Regions from separate parts of the Siniperca chuatsi genome. Here region 2 is linked to region 1. Evidence: chromatin contacts called from public Hi-C data. All regions are on one chromosome and are shown on one strand. The core of a region is the stretch at or near the end of the contact, and the rest is flanking DNA. Distances in the headings are between cores, read along the strand shown.

The links. A called contact is a pair of places that touch in the nucleus more often than the background predicts.
Region 2: a Hi-C map of liver shows a contact between it and region 1, with 2.2 times the contacts expected there. The contact joins the enhancer-like site here to the promoter of mych in region 1. A contact is called at or near these places in 3 of 3 Hi-C or Micro-C datasets (liver, skeletal muscle and an unstated tissue).

Annotation. Positions count from the first base shown.
Region 1 is chrLG2:5,717,185-5,724,370 of ASM2008510v1, reverse strand. mych (myelocytomatosis oncogene homolog) reads right to left here and starts at 4,526. Exons shown (of 3, transcript XM_044209986.1): 1 at 4,307-4,526; 2 at 2,128-2,668; 3 at 1-1,046. The coding sequence starts at 2,653. The coding sequence ends at 460.
Region 2 is chrLG2:5,775,371-5,782,556 of ASM2008510v1, reverse strand. No RefSeq gene overlaps it. Among protein-coding and RNA genes, the nearest start is that of LOC122882515, 15 kb to the right of the region's middle. Within about 2 kb of position 4,761, the one cell type or tissue checked has an H3K27ac peak away from gene starts, as active enhancers do. A contact at or near this core is called in liver, where this site is marked.

The DNA.
Region 1 (7,186 bases), core at 3,277-5,776:
CGTGGCATTTCACCTGTGCCATTTGGCATCCCCAAAGTAAAGATTCCCAATTGGGATGAAATAAAGAAAAACAATAACAAAAAAGGTATTCGTTTTTCAGTGTGAGTCCAGCCAAACTAAAAACACTATCTGCTCGCTCCGTCCTCCTTTCAACTTTAAAAAACGTCTTACTCTCTACAACAGTCAGCAGTCAAGGCATGAGAATGATCAATTCTGAGGCAATGAGTGTGTTGTGTTTGTCCATGGCAACAGTTGCAAGTATGAGTATATACACTCACTCCAGAGCTATTGTTACCATAAAGTCCTTGAAATGAAAAACTTTGTGCGTTCTTTTCAGCATGACACGCCACCCCCGCCCATCCCTCTGTCTGTACAAAGTCTCTTCCCTTATCCCCCCTCGCCCCCCCACATCGTCTCTAAAACACCTAAAAATGCAGCCGATGGTTTCCCCCTGGTCCATTAGCTGCGAAGCTGCTCCAGCCTGGCTTTCAGCTCTTCCTGTTTGGTTCTAAGTTTGTCCCTCTTGGATTGCAGTCTGTGGCCCTCGTCCTCCAGGCCGTAGATACAGTCTCGGGCCTTCTTCAGGATCACCACCTTGGACGCCTTGTCATTGTGCGACAGCTCGGGCACATTGTCACGCAGGCGCATAAAGCAGTTCTTCAGCTCGTTGCGCCGCTGCCGCTCCATCACGTTGTGTGTCCGCCGCCGCTCCTCCTCATCCTCCGTCTCTGTTGAGTTCCGGGACGAGTGGTGATGGTACCGGGACGAGGATGATGATGAAGAAGAGCTGCGAGAAGAGTGGTGAGAGCGCGATGAGCCGTCGCTCCCTCTCGAGCGTTTGTTGGAGGAGGAAGAGGATGAAGGTGGCGGTGAGGCAGGACAGGGCGCTGCATAGTTGTGTTGCAGCTGGATCTCAAAGTGGTGACGCTGAAGAACTCGCTGCTCCTCTTCCTGCTTCTGCTGACGGACAGACAGGTCAGCCAGTGAGGGCAGAGGGGAGGGACTGGAGGAACAGCGCACCACTGTCACCACATCAATCTCCTCCTCTGTCAGAGAGAAGAGAAGAAGAAAGGAGGGGGGGGTTAGATGAGTTTTCTGGCACAACCTTGTTTTCTGACCCATGTGGTAATTTTATCTGCTCTGTGAAGACGTGACACCAAAAACAAGAGTGTAGACACTGTACACAGCACGCCAGTGTGTGTGCATGGCTCACTCACACAGGAAACCAGTCAGTGGTGAAAATCTTTTCTTCTACTGTAAAAACAGCCACGTGCAGAAGCTTACAACTGTAACGCTGTTGATGAGTGAAGGCAGCTCAGGATTACAGCAACAGTTACATGTTTAAACAGCAGTTACAGTTTTGGTGCTCTGAAATGTACAATAAAGTATTTCAAGTGAAACTGGAGCATGAAAAGCTATTTAATGTTAAAAAATATATACATAGTTATGTTTATTCAAAAACTATTATAACAAAGCCAAAATGTGTTTGATATAATTAGTGTTTTAACAATGAGTAATCCTCAAGAGAATTCAATGCCAGTCTGCCTCTTGCTCTCTGGCTTATAGCAAGAGATGCCAGAGGGCTCGAGTCAGTGAAATGACTCATTGCAAGTTAATGGATGGAGCCGCAACTGTTACCACTAAACATGAGTCACTCACACACATACACACACCCTTACAGTCAACTCTCTCTCCTAAAACCTCTCATCTACTCATGAGAGTCAACAGCTAAAACCCTGCCCACGCTGCAACAACATCCTCGAGTATTAAAGGCTTCTGAAGATTACAGGTGGGCGGTTGGCGTACAGATAAGCTGAGTGCAAAGAACAAGTTGGGTTCAGTGCCACTAAACATTAACAGTGAATTATCAATGAAATGCCAGTGAAGCGGTTCTTGGCCATGAGTGTTTATACTGATAAGCTGCACAATAACAAGGCAGGAATGAGATTAAACTTTGATGACTATCACACATCAACAAAAAACCAAAATCATTTTTAAAAAGATGAAATATGATCCCAAAAGAGATCAAAGATTAAAGACTCACAACAAAAAGTCCAAACATTCTGGCTAAACTTTCATATGGGTGAAAATCATTAATGTAAAATGGAGATTAGCGTCTGAACTCACCAGAGTCACTGGATGAATAGTTGGACATCTCGCCACCCGTTGATCCGTAGTCTGATGTGGCCTCGCTGGGCTCCTGAGTGTCCATCAGGTTCTGGCAGTCCAGCGTGGAGCCGGCGATCTCCTCAAAGATGCTGGTGTTGATGTCAGACAGCAGCGGGCTAGAGCCGAGCATTGAGGAGACCAGCTTCTCTTCCAAGCTCTGCCACAGGCAGTCCTCGCCGCTCTCCTCCAGGGGGGAGCAGGGCTGGATGGCCTCGCCCTCCTTCTCAGAAGCATCAGAGTGGAAGAAGTCGTAGTTCCAGTTGAGCTGCATGTCGTGATCCTCCAGCAGTATGTCCGACACATAGCTCAGTTGGTCCTCCTTGGACAGGGGCTTACTCCCGCCTACCCCGGCCTTCATGGGGGGGGACTGCGGTGGTGTCGGCAGCGACTGGAGGTCCTTCATCAAACTCTGGCAGAACTCATCGTCAAACAGCAGCGGCTCGGAGTAAAGCCAATCCTGCGACTGAGCGAAGCTTTGCAACATGTTTGATCGCAGAATCTGGGAGAACAACAACAAAAACCAGGACAAAAAACTAAATAACAGAGGTAGTGGAGCTTATTAGGTTTAAATCCAGATACGCTAAGCCAGTAGTGTGTTTAAAGCAGCGCCTGTCAGAGTTGAACAGGGTAAATCCCAGCAGCAGCAGCACGTGTTGTAGTGAAAGTTTAAACCAGTTTCTTCAGATTGAGACCCCGACGGCAGCGTGCCACCTTTTATCTGTGTTTACATCACCGTAGCCCCGCCCCGCTGCTCCCCCAGAGGCCGTAAACCACCTAAAAGGATTTAACACGCCCCTCCCCGTGACGTCACAGGAACAGCTGGGAGAGACCGGGGTAGAAACTTTACACCTCTCTGCGCAATTTACATTTTCCTTCTCAGAAAGTTAATAAAAAACAACCGCAAATCGAGCCCAAAACCTTAAGAGGAGGGACGAGTGGCTTTTGTTTCCTTTTTGTTACTAGACACTTAAAACCTCTGCTGCTGTTTCTCACACACACACACACACACACACACACACACACACACACACACGACAAATCTTACAACTTCTTCCAGAGAATACAAAACCTACTCTGCTTAGCACAAAGTCTGGATAGTTATCATTTAAAAAGCCCCAAGGATATTGTATGATACCACTAATCAGTTAGGACATGCTTGGTTTTTGTAAACCACTTATTCACCATAAAAACTTTAAATTACTGCAAAATGCTACAAAAATCAGTCTTGTGATTAAACAAACGTAACTCAAAGTGGAACAGATGGAGAAGCAGTCCTACTTAGTGGGGAAAAAAATCCAATATTCCTATGGGGTCTCATGGTATGTGTATGTATAGCAGGCTGTGTTGGAGAACAAAGCAGCAGTGTGTGTGGTGCAGACAGGCTCTGGGAGTTAAAGGCTGCCTTTCTTTACCATCACAGCCTGGGGAAACCTGAGCCAAAACTTAAATACAGCCCGGTCTGCACCGTGACCGTAAAAATAAGTAATTAATAGTGTTTATGATCACATTTCCCCCACTCAACATAACGCTAAATGAGTTTCCCCACCCCACACACACACACACACATGAATGCATGCCATTCTCTAAGACTACAGGCGTTTAAGTACAGCAACTGAACAACTAAAGAATAAAAAAATAAATAAAAACCCAATTTCTAAATGGAGGTTTTGAATGCAGATCCGCTGAAGCTTCAATATTTCCTGTTAGGTCGCATCGACTGCATGCTTTTACACCAGATTTTTATTTTATTTTTTTTAATTTTTACAGATTTTTAATCAGATTTCAAACAGCACATTTAGTCATTTGCTAAAAACCTCAACATGCAACATGTCATGAATCTGACCAAATTCAGCAGTGTGAAAGAAGTCAGTCGATGCACCAGAAAAAAATCCAAAGGTTAACCCGCTTTGAGGGTCATTTAAACCCGGCATGGGTTGAGCAACTCTGGGTCTCCACGTGGAACCGGCATTCTTTTTCTTTAATTTAACACTTTAAATACATGAAACGCAAAGTTACAATAAAGAAATGCACAAAAGCACGATTTAACACCCAGCCATGAGATGACTTAAACGCCCCATGTGTAAATTAGATTACATTAGGTAGCCCCAATTCACCCGCATGCAGCTTCCTTACTTACATTCAACTGTCCTTACAGAGGGGAAATTTAAAATGATGAGAAATCGAGGAAACGTTCAAAATATCCAATAAAATCCACAGAGAGAGGTATAAAACTAGAGTTATCTGCTGAAGTGGGATTTTCTGCGAGTAAAATTAAAGTTAGAGCAGGGAAGCATGATGTTTTTCTCCTGACTAGCTTCTTCTTCTCCGCTACTAGCAGACAGAGTAGGTGTGGCCGTCGGGGTCGCTCGGTTTATATATCTGCTACTCACCGGTGTCCTTCCGCCAAGGACCAAAATCGCGCCAAAACGTAAAAACCGACAACGGGTCGTTAACGGCAACCCAACCTATCGCCTGTATATCCGCCGTCGGTTGCCGGTGCGATCAAGTACTGGCGGAAAAAGCTGGGGCGACGGCGATTCTGGTTGATTTTGCATTGAAGTCGGGGTCTATGCTGTCTTGCCGGCGGAGTGATACAGCGCAGGCTGGAATTCCAGGAAAATGGTGGCGGGTAAAAGTTAGGATAGATCACACGTGGATCGTGAGGTGATGCCGGCTGTCTCACTCCCTGTCTGCCTGCTTGTCTGTCTGTCTCGCCTCGGGGCGTCATTTCGAGTGGAACAGCGAAGACAATTTAAAACTCTTTCAATTGTTATTTTATTAGGCTAATTTTTTAAAAAAGTAGGTTAATCAAAAAAAAGAATAGTATGCGATGCGTTCAGGGTCAGTAGTCTGTGTTCAGATGCATGTGTGATTCATCGCACAGATTATAAACTAACCTTCTCAGTCATTAGTGGGGAATGTAGTGGGAACAGTAAGCCTCTTTGGGATTCTTGCGGCGTGGTACAGGCAGGGGGGCTTACAGTAGCCTATGTTTTCTCCGCCTCTCTACCTTTAATTGTAGTATTATGACTGAGAGACAGGCAGACAGACAGGCTGAATGCTTTCAGAGCCACGTTGTCCTCCACTTCCAACTCTTGCAAGGGTATTTCACCATCCATCCATCTATCCCCAACTCCTCCTCCTACTACTGGAAGCTGCTACTACTACAACCACAAACTATCTCGAACTGTCATCCACATACGTTTAAAGAAAAACATGCACCCCACTCCACCGCCGCCCCGCACATTTTTGCACTTTTTTCTGTTAAACAATAAAAAAAAAAAACAACTGAAACTAAATGAAACATAAATAGGCCTAAATCACTTTCATAGACAGTTCACATGAAAATAAAACAGATGAAATGCAAACACACACACACACATATATATATATATATATATATATATAGTAGTATGTGGGTGAAAGGACTGTGGACTGAGATGAATGAACTCCAAACAGCCCCACTCAGACACCGCAGCCCTCCCTGCTGCCTCTGCCCCGTGTTGCTTCTGCACTTGCACGTTACGTAACGGACAACGATTCGCCGGTACACGTGCAGAGGCGTCGCCCAGTCAGTGTGCGAGTCAGCCTCGGTTCACGTAAATTCTCAGAAAGGAATCTTGAAATAGGAGATCACAGTCTTCATTTATATTTATATTTATATACTCACACGCCCATTTAATGTAATATTTTCACATGAGAAGGTCCAGTTGGTGGTCATCTGATAACCAACAAATGTATATATAAAGGCATATTATATATTTACAACTGCTATATTATTTTTCATATCTATTCTTGCATTAATAGTCACTGCTAATTTATGTTAAAAATGGTTTAAAAAATGCATGAAGTCTGGTTCACATAACAAAAGGCTGGTGAATTAATCTCCATTACACCCTGTGTGTCTTCATACATGTAAATAAACAGCTCCTGCATGTTTATTGTTATTCAGCAATGCCTTTTCTTCATGCATTCTGCACTTTTAGGGATAATCACAGCCTTGTTGGGAGTCTGTCATATGGAAACTATTTTTGCTGAGTGTAAATGCACACCACATTTCCACAAACGGAGGGGAAATGCAGCATAATCCTACAAAGAAAAAAAAAAAACTTGGCTGAATTTTTAAAAAGTCTGCTGTTCCATATTTGGAGGAGGAGGTTTCTGTCTGTAGCAGCTGATGTTGGGCGGATCACAGTAGCAGAGCAGAATAGAACAGCACCAACAATATCAACACACAAAGAGAAGAGATCTGGTGGTGAATAAGTGGGTTAATATGCCACCTACAGGCCAACTGGCAGACTGACTAACTGGCCTGGTTTCAGCTCTGAATACTAAACCTCCTGGCTGGCTGAATGACTCACTGGTTTGATTTCTGACTAACTGGTTAAATCTGGGATTTCCAAATTGTTTCATATAAATCCCACCCCAGACACATCTGCATTAGATCATAAAATCAATTTAAATTATTAAACTTTTGTTAAACTCACAGTGCAGTTCATTGTGAACTGATCTTTTGTCATCAGCTGAGTATAAATACATTTGTCAGTTTTAAGTGAAGTTAAAATTACTCATTACCACCTTCATTATTAGGTAAATGAACGTCCCACAAGTTGTGCTTCTTAAGAATAATTTTTGGTTTATTACACTTCTATTTCCTAGACTTACAGTATCTCAGATGAGTCACAGGTCTTTTTTTTTTTACCATCATCAGAATCAGAATCAGAATCAGAAATACTTTATTGATCCCCGTAGGGAAACTCTTTGTTACAGTAGCTCGCCTTTACGTCAGTGCACACATGATCATGATGATAATGATGAGCATCCACTTCTAATCTACACCCCACATGGAATCTAAGGTTAAGTTCATTTAACGCAGTGGGTTTTACATCAGAACAATTATTAAACAAACTATTAGGTTCTTATTACGTTAACTCAGCAGCAGGGAAACATATGTTCTCAGATGGGGCTCCACATATATCAGCCCAGTATCCTCGAAATTACGCTCATATCGTACAAT
Region 2 (7,186 bases), core at 3,512-6,011, 58 kb before region 1:
ATCATGAAAGAATTAGGAGAGATGGTAATCAACCCGTTTTGATATTTTTCATTCCCTTTCCTTTCTCTTCCTTTCCTCCTCTCCTGCATGCTCACTTTCCTTTTCTTTACTCTTCCTTGTCCTGCTTTAAATAATATTAACAATACACAAGCTGGTTCATGCCAAGTGGCAACACATTACAGCGATGGGGGCCTCCAAACCAAATTCTGCTTAGGGCCCCCAAAAGTCCAGGGCCAGCCCTGCTTTAAGGGTTGATGAAACAAGACGTTTCATCATATATTTTCTATTTACATCCATTCTCCTCTCTATTTTGGTCTTTTTCTGTCACCCTCTCTTCTCTCTTTCCTCTTTCCTCCATCCTCTCTTTGTGACTCCTGTCTCTCCTCCTTTTCTCTTCTTTCTTTCTTTCCCTATTTCCTCTTCTCTTTATGTAAAACAAACAGAATGCTGGCACTCACAGATAAATAGTCTTCTTGTTTATTGTGGGCGAAACTGAACGTGTTTCAGCTAGAAGCCATCATCAGCGTCCCACAATAAACACCAATTTATCGGTGAGTGCCGGCATTCTGTTTGTTTTGATCCTTGTTACGACCGTGCACACAATAACAGTGATTAAGCTGTGCGCGCTGCTATTTTTCACTCTTCTCTTTATATGTCTCCTTTTCCTCCATTAATTATGTTTTGTCATCACTTATTTCCTTAATTCCTTTCCTTTTCTACTCGCTCACTTTCCTTTCCCTAACTCTTACTTGGTTTTCTACATCCTTTCTAACGCTAATCCTTTTTAGGTGTCTTTTTTCACTTCCTAGTTTCTTTCTACATCCTCTCTCATACTTACTTTGTCCATCCTTTCTTCTGTCTCTCCTTCTCTTCTTCTCCTTTCCTTCCCTCGTTCCTCTTCTCCTTGTATGTCTCCTTTTCTCACTGTTTTTCTGCTCCAAATCATCTGATTTTCACATCTCTCACTTTAGTTTGTCTCCTCAAAGGGTCTTTTTATGCATTTGTCTTTTAGAAATTAATGTTAGAATTGAAAGTGAATTAATAAAAGTTAATTTATTCATTCACTGACCTGTGTCTATATCAACTTTTAAAAAACCAAAACTGAGCCAAAAAATGTTTGATTACTTATGTTATGCTATCTATTTGTCTTTCCTGCAGTCTTTTTGTCATCTTGTTTAATCTTAAATTGAACACAATGCGTAATTGTACCTTCCTTGTATTGTGGTTAGAAAAATGTGACTTATCTTGAAAAATATCCGATGACTCAGTCTGTTGTAAGCCTATTTTGACTTAAATGAATGAACAAAAAAAATCAGAAAATCAGCGGGTGGATCCGGTTTGCCAGCCTTCTCGTAAGAAAATCTATTTTTTTTTTTTATCCCTGACAAGAGAAGAGGAAGGGGCCTGTTTGTTACTCTGATATTAAATTACGCAGCACCTTGAACCTCATCCAATTCAAACGGCCCTGGCGTTCCTTTCCAGCCCATCACGGCATTCTTCACCGCCCACGGGATTCCTCTCAGCCAATGAAGAGCGAGTGTTGAGTGACACAAACAATATTCCATTCATTCTTGAACACTGAGCGTTAAACGGGTGGTTTGGTGTTTCCTTTTTCTCTCTCTCATCTGTCCATCCCTCCCTCGTTTTTTCCTTTGTGTGTGTGTGTGAGTGTGCGAGTGTGAGTGTGTGTGTGTGGGGATGTGGAATGTGCGGTGGGATGTGAGCAACTTCCTGTTTTTAGTTGGTAAGTACATCCCTGTGGGGTTTCACACTGGGTGTATGTGTGTGTGTGAGAGAGATAGAGAAAAAGAGAGAGAGCAGAAATGAGAAAGAGAATGAGTTCTCCTCTGAGATGCAGCATATGGCCAAAAGTAAGTGGACACCCGAACATTCCAGCCATACGTGACTGTTAAACATGGGCATTAATCTGCTGCTCTAACAGCCTCCACTCTTCTGGTTTCAGGCTTTCCACCAGATAAAATAACACTTTAACCAGACGTTGAACCTGGCTGAAGGGATTTGCTCCCATTTAGCCACAAGAGCATCAGTGAGGTCAGACACTGATGTTGAGTGATAAGGTCTGGCTCACAGTTGGTTGTTCCAGTTCATCCCAAAGGTGTTTGATGGGGTTGAGGTCAGGGATCTGTGCAGGCCAGTCTAGGTCTTCCATATCAAACTGGGAAAACCATTTCTTAATTGACCTGGCTTTGTGCACGGGGGCATTGTCATGTTGAAACAGGAAAGGGCCTTCCTCAAGCTGTTGACACTTAGTTGGAAGTGCATTATTGTCTAAAATGTCATTGTATGCTGTAACAATAAGATTTCCCTTCATTGGAACCAGGGGTATAGCACATATTTCTGGACCCTGTACATAGGCATTCTCTATGGGCCCCTCCCAGCATACACAGCTATTCATTCTAGTATCTTAATGGACCCTCCTCACATGAGGGCTCTGCATGCTCAGTCCTGTTTGTCCCCCAAGTCCTACGCCCCTGATCAGAAATAAGGAATCTGGTTCAAACCACGAAAAACAGACCCAGAATAACAGCACAAAAAAAGTACTTTGTGGACTTCCCTGTCCATATACTTTTGACCATTTGGTGTAACAAAGATTGAACTGTGTATAACAAACTTTGTATTTGTTTGCTCAGAACAGCTGAATAAAGTTTTGAATGAATGTGACTGTGTCAAAAGCCGCTTTATACCAATGAATCAGTTCATAGTTCATAAAAAGCCAAAGCCAAAACCAACTAATAGTTTTATATCATTCTGATAAATCTTTTACTCTTTTAAATATCACATGTAATGTAAACTCATTAAAACATACTCAAAGTCATAATAATGTGGATACATTTGAAAATTCCGCTTGTGTGTCCACACTAGCATTTATGGATCACTTTCTAAACATTTGAAAATTCCTTGGCTTGAACTCTGTTCTGTCTCCTCTGCCTCTCTGTGATTTATCACACAATCCAGTATAACATAACAATTTAACCTGCAAACCAAGGCTAATGATTCCTGAGTTGCTTCATTTAGAGCTTCTATCAAATCCCTATTGTACACAGTCCTGTCTAGATGGAAACCCTGGATTTACAGAAACTCTCGCGAGATTTAGGTTTAGGCAACACAACTACTTGGTTAAGTTTAGGAATACGCACAGTGAAGAAATAACGCGCACGAATCTCGGGAGAGTTTCACAATTCCAGGGTTACCATCTAGACACTTCCTATTTTCAGACTGCATGAGTGTACAATGGTTGTGAGAGAAAGTTGGCTTGTTAATGAAAGCATGAATGCAACTGGGCTGTACGGTAAAGGCTGAAAAAATATAGATTTTTTTAAAAAGCTGCTGAAAATATAGCATTAACATGTTAATTGTTATTACGTTAGAATGTAAACATGCCTACAGTTAGCATGTTAAAATGCATGCTAATCACTGCTAAATGTCAACATCCTAACCTTAGCATCGTAACATGTTCATTTTTAGCATGTTAGCATTAATCTCAAAGAACAGCTGAAGCTGATGGGAATGTGGTCATTAGATTTAGAGGCATCCTGTCATGAACTGAAGAACAAGTGCACATTTTGACATGCTGGTGGTGCTAGATGAAAAGTTGGTGGATCACCAAAATCACTGGGATTCATCCTCTGGGGAACACCAATGTTGATGATGAATCGAAAATGTTTTGAATGGAACCCAAATTTCAATCCATCCTATTGTTTTTGAGGTATTATCATACCGTGCATACTTATCATCAACCGGTAAATCCACTTTGTACTTTACACTTATTTTAATTTTATACTTATATCCACTTTGTACTTAATTTATCCCAGAGTTTCCCCTCAGGGATCAATAAAGTATTTCTGATTCTGATTCTGTATGATAATGTCATTGTAATGATTTGCTTACAACTTCGATTCCCGTGTGCACTGACGTGACAGTGAGCTGCTGTAACAAAAGAGTTTCCCCTCGGGGATCAATAAAGTATTTCTGATTCTGATTCTGATTCTGACGTCATTAAAGTGGCGGACCAGCAAACCACCTTGCTGATACCATGACAACAGCTAAAAAGTAGACAAATCTCATACAAAAAGGGACAATCCATGTAATGTTTTCATTACAATGTTTACTCAGCTCTCTAATAAACCAGTTTACACAGATTAAATGAATCTTTATGCACTTTCCTGTGTTGTCTGACTTGTACATACAATAATCCGTATTGCTGTGTCTAATGACCTTTGACCTGCACAGTTTGGGTTGATTGAGGCGTTTTACATCCACAATGAAGACAGGGCAGAAAAATGTAGTTGCTACTCTGATGAAGACTGATGAAAGTGTTTGCACCACACAGCTCACAGCTCTGCCTGAAGTGGGCCAATGGTCAAGTTCATACTGTTCAAATTCACTCTTTGTAATTTTGCTAAATGGCATGCTGAAACAAAATTAATGTAAAAGCAAAGGGATCTCCACAAGAGGGTGTGAGGCGCAAACATGCAGCAGACTAAACAGTTAGATTATTATCATGCAAAACACTACATCGTCCCTGTCAGCCTGTTAGTTATTAGCAGAGAAGCCTAGCTGCTGTGTGAGAGAGTGTGTGTGTTTGTTTTACAGAGGCCATGTATGTCAATACATCCGCTCTTTGGAAATGCCTGTTAAATGGATGGTCTCACACACACACACACACACACACACACACACTCCTACAGACAGACTGCTGATGAGACTAAAACCCCTCAGGACTCCAAGGGAAAATGCTTATGTGTGTGTGTGTGTGTGTCTGTGTCAGTGATGCTGCCACTCACACAGACTTGTGACTGAAGGGTCGCAGGCTCAAACCTCATGAAGTGTCACAGAGACGTGTGTGTGTGTGTGTTTACTCAGGTAAATTGAAGGACAAGGTCGGCTCGGTCTGACCTGTTCTGGGAAGATGCAGCGGATCATGTGGTCTGCTCAGGTAAACAGTGGGAGCTGATCTCTCAGTCTTTACTTTGGGTTTGTTTGTTTTGTACATCAAGGAGCTGAAGCCTGTTCTGACCACAGTGGATGTCACTCTGTACGATCTGTATGGATAACAGCTGTGCTTTTGAACTCAGTGTCAACAGTGCAGGTTTTCTCTGGAGTTGAGGATGTCATTTTTTTTTTTTTTTTTACACAGAGCAAGATAATCCATCACAGTAGACTGGGAGGAGCCTTCTGCTTTGTCCTCACTTACACTTCATTAATAATTTTATTATAGCCAAAACTGGGCAATGTTCTGATTGTTGTCAACTCTCAGTTAAGGTCAAAATTATCAAAAGAATTGAATTTATTTACATTAATTTAAAAGACCCTTCTTGTCCAAAGCATCTTACAATAAGTGCATTCTAGCCCCATTTTGTGCCTCTCATGTAATAACATTACATTCGAGTTCCAATGGTAGGCATTGGTTTTTTAACTAGTCTCCCAAGTCTCAACTCTGTTTCTTAATTCAAACCATGATCGTAGCCAGTGGCTACCTGGATAGGAAACAGAGTCTTGATTTGAGACTTTGAGGAATCTGGAAATCTGTTTAAAACAGCGGTAAGTGTTAAACAACCGTGGGCAACTCACTACTGTGGGACCAGAACAGAGAAGAGCCTTGACTGAGATGAGCGACTACAGCGTGCTCTGACCAATCATCCAGAGGCAGCGGAGGAGTGTAGGGTTTGACCAGGGTTGTGTAGGGTTGGTCCAGCCCAAAACTTTAGCTGTGCAACTCAACATGCCCTCACACATCTGCACGTGTTCATACCTCCAGATATGTAGACACCCAAAGTAATATAAACATAACTGTGTGCATGATTTGGAGTATCAGGACCACAGGCTTTTTTTAACACCCAAGACCTCTCCCTACTCAGCTCCCCTCCTCTCAGATATTCTTCTCTCTAACATGGTCACTGAGGTCACAGGGACTTTTGTCTGGCCTCTGCAATCTCTCACCTTTGACCTCCTAACCACCGACTGATGGAAATGCTTTGTCATCGAGGAACTGAATCTTGCTGTTCTGCTAATCTGACACACACACACACACACACAGCCCAGAGGCTTTCTTGTAACAGCCCGTTGAGCAACAGTTCACTGTGTACAGTACGTGTGTGCATGTGTCCTCTGGCTGTGAGCCCATCTAAACAGAAACCCCAAGTGTGAGGAGTTGGCACAGCAGATGCCAAGTTTTAGCGTGTAAGTCTCTCTCTCTCTCTCTCTCTCTCTGTTTCTGTCTCTGTCTCTCTCTCTCTCTCTCTTCATAATAATCCAGGGAATTACATGAAATAGATATATTGTTTCAAATCTAATATAGTACTTTGCTTTTTTAATAGCTTTTCTTGACAATGAATGTACATTTTGACCAAACCAAATCTGAACCACGTTATCAAAGTTCAGTGATACAGTAACAGTAGAGTAAAGTGTGCGAGTGGTTCAGAGTGGAAGCTGGCTAAATGCAAATACTGTATTGGCCCAATAAGACAATATTTTTTTCTGGATATTATATTTGAAAAAGTGGGGGTCAAAGATGAGACGTTTACATATTTGCAACAGCAGATGTTCTCTTTGAAAGGAACATGTATTGGCCCAGACATTATGTTACATTAATTAAGAGTGTTGCATTATGGGTTTTTTGTAGTCTAAATGATGCTAAGCTATTAGCTTGTCAGCCCTAAAAGTGTTAAGGAAACTCAGTTTAACCTGCAGGAGTTTCTTACTGCTCATGTAACGTGTTTGCTGCCTCTGAGGAAATAAACTCGAGGTAAAATTTGTAAAAAGCATCTCTCAAAGTCCATACATCAAATGATCTGTCAAATGCTTAAGAATCCCTGGTGTCACTGAATCATCTGAATGTTTCATCTGAAACATGCTCTCTGTCAGAGAAAATCATTCAGACCACAGAAATATAACCAGGAATCACTCAACAGATCACTGTTGGCCAATCAAATACGCCAAAGGGCACATTCCTGGCAATGATGTCATGATAATCAAGATTGATAAAAAGATAAAATGATTGTCACGGTGATAACTTCCAGACTTGTAATATCTTGTATCATAGGAACATAAATCTCTGTGCAGCATTTTGATCTTCAAACTTGTTGATCTATTACTCAAGCCAGTCTTCCTTGATCATATGTTATCTCCCCACACAAGGCAGCAACTTTTTTTCACGCAGTGTTTT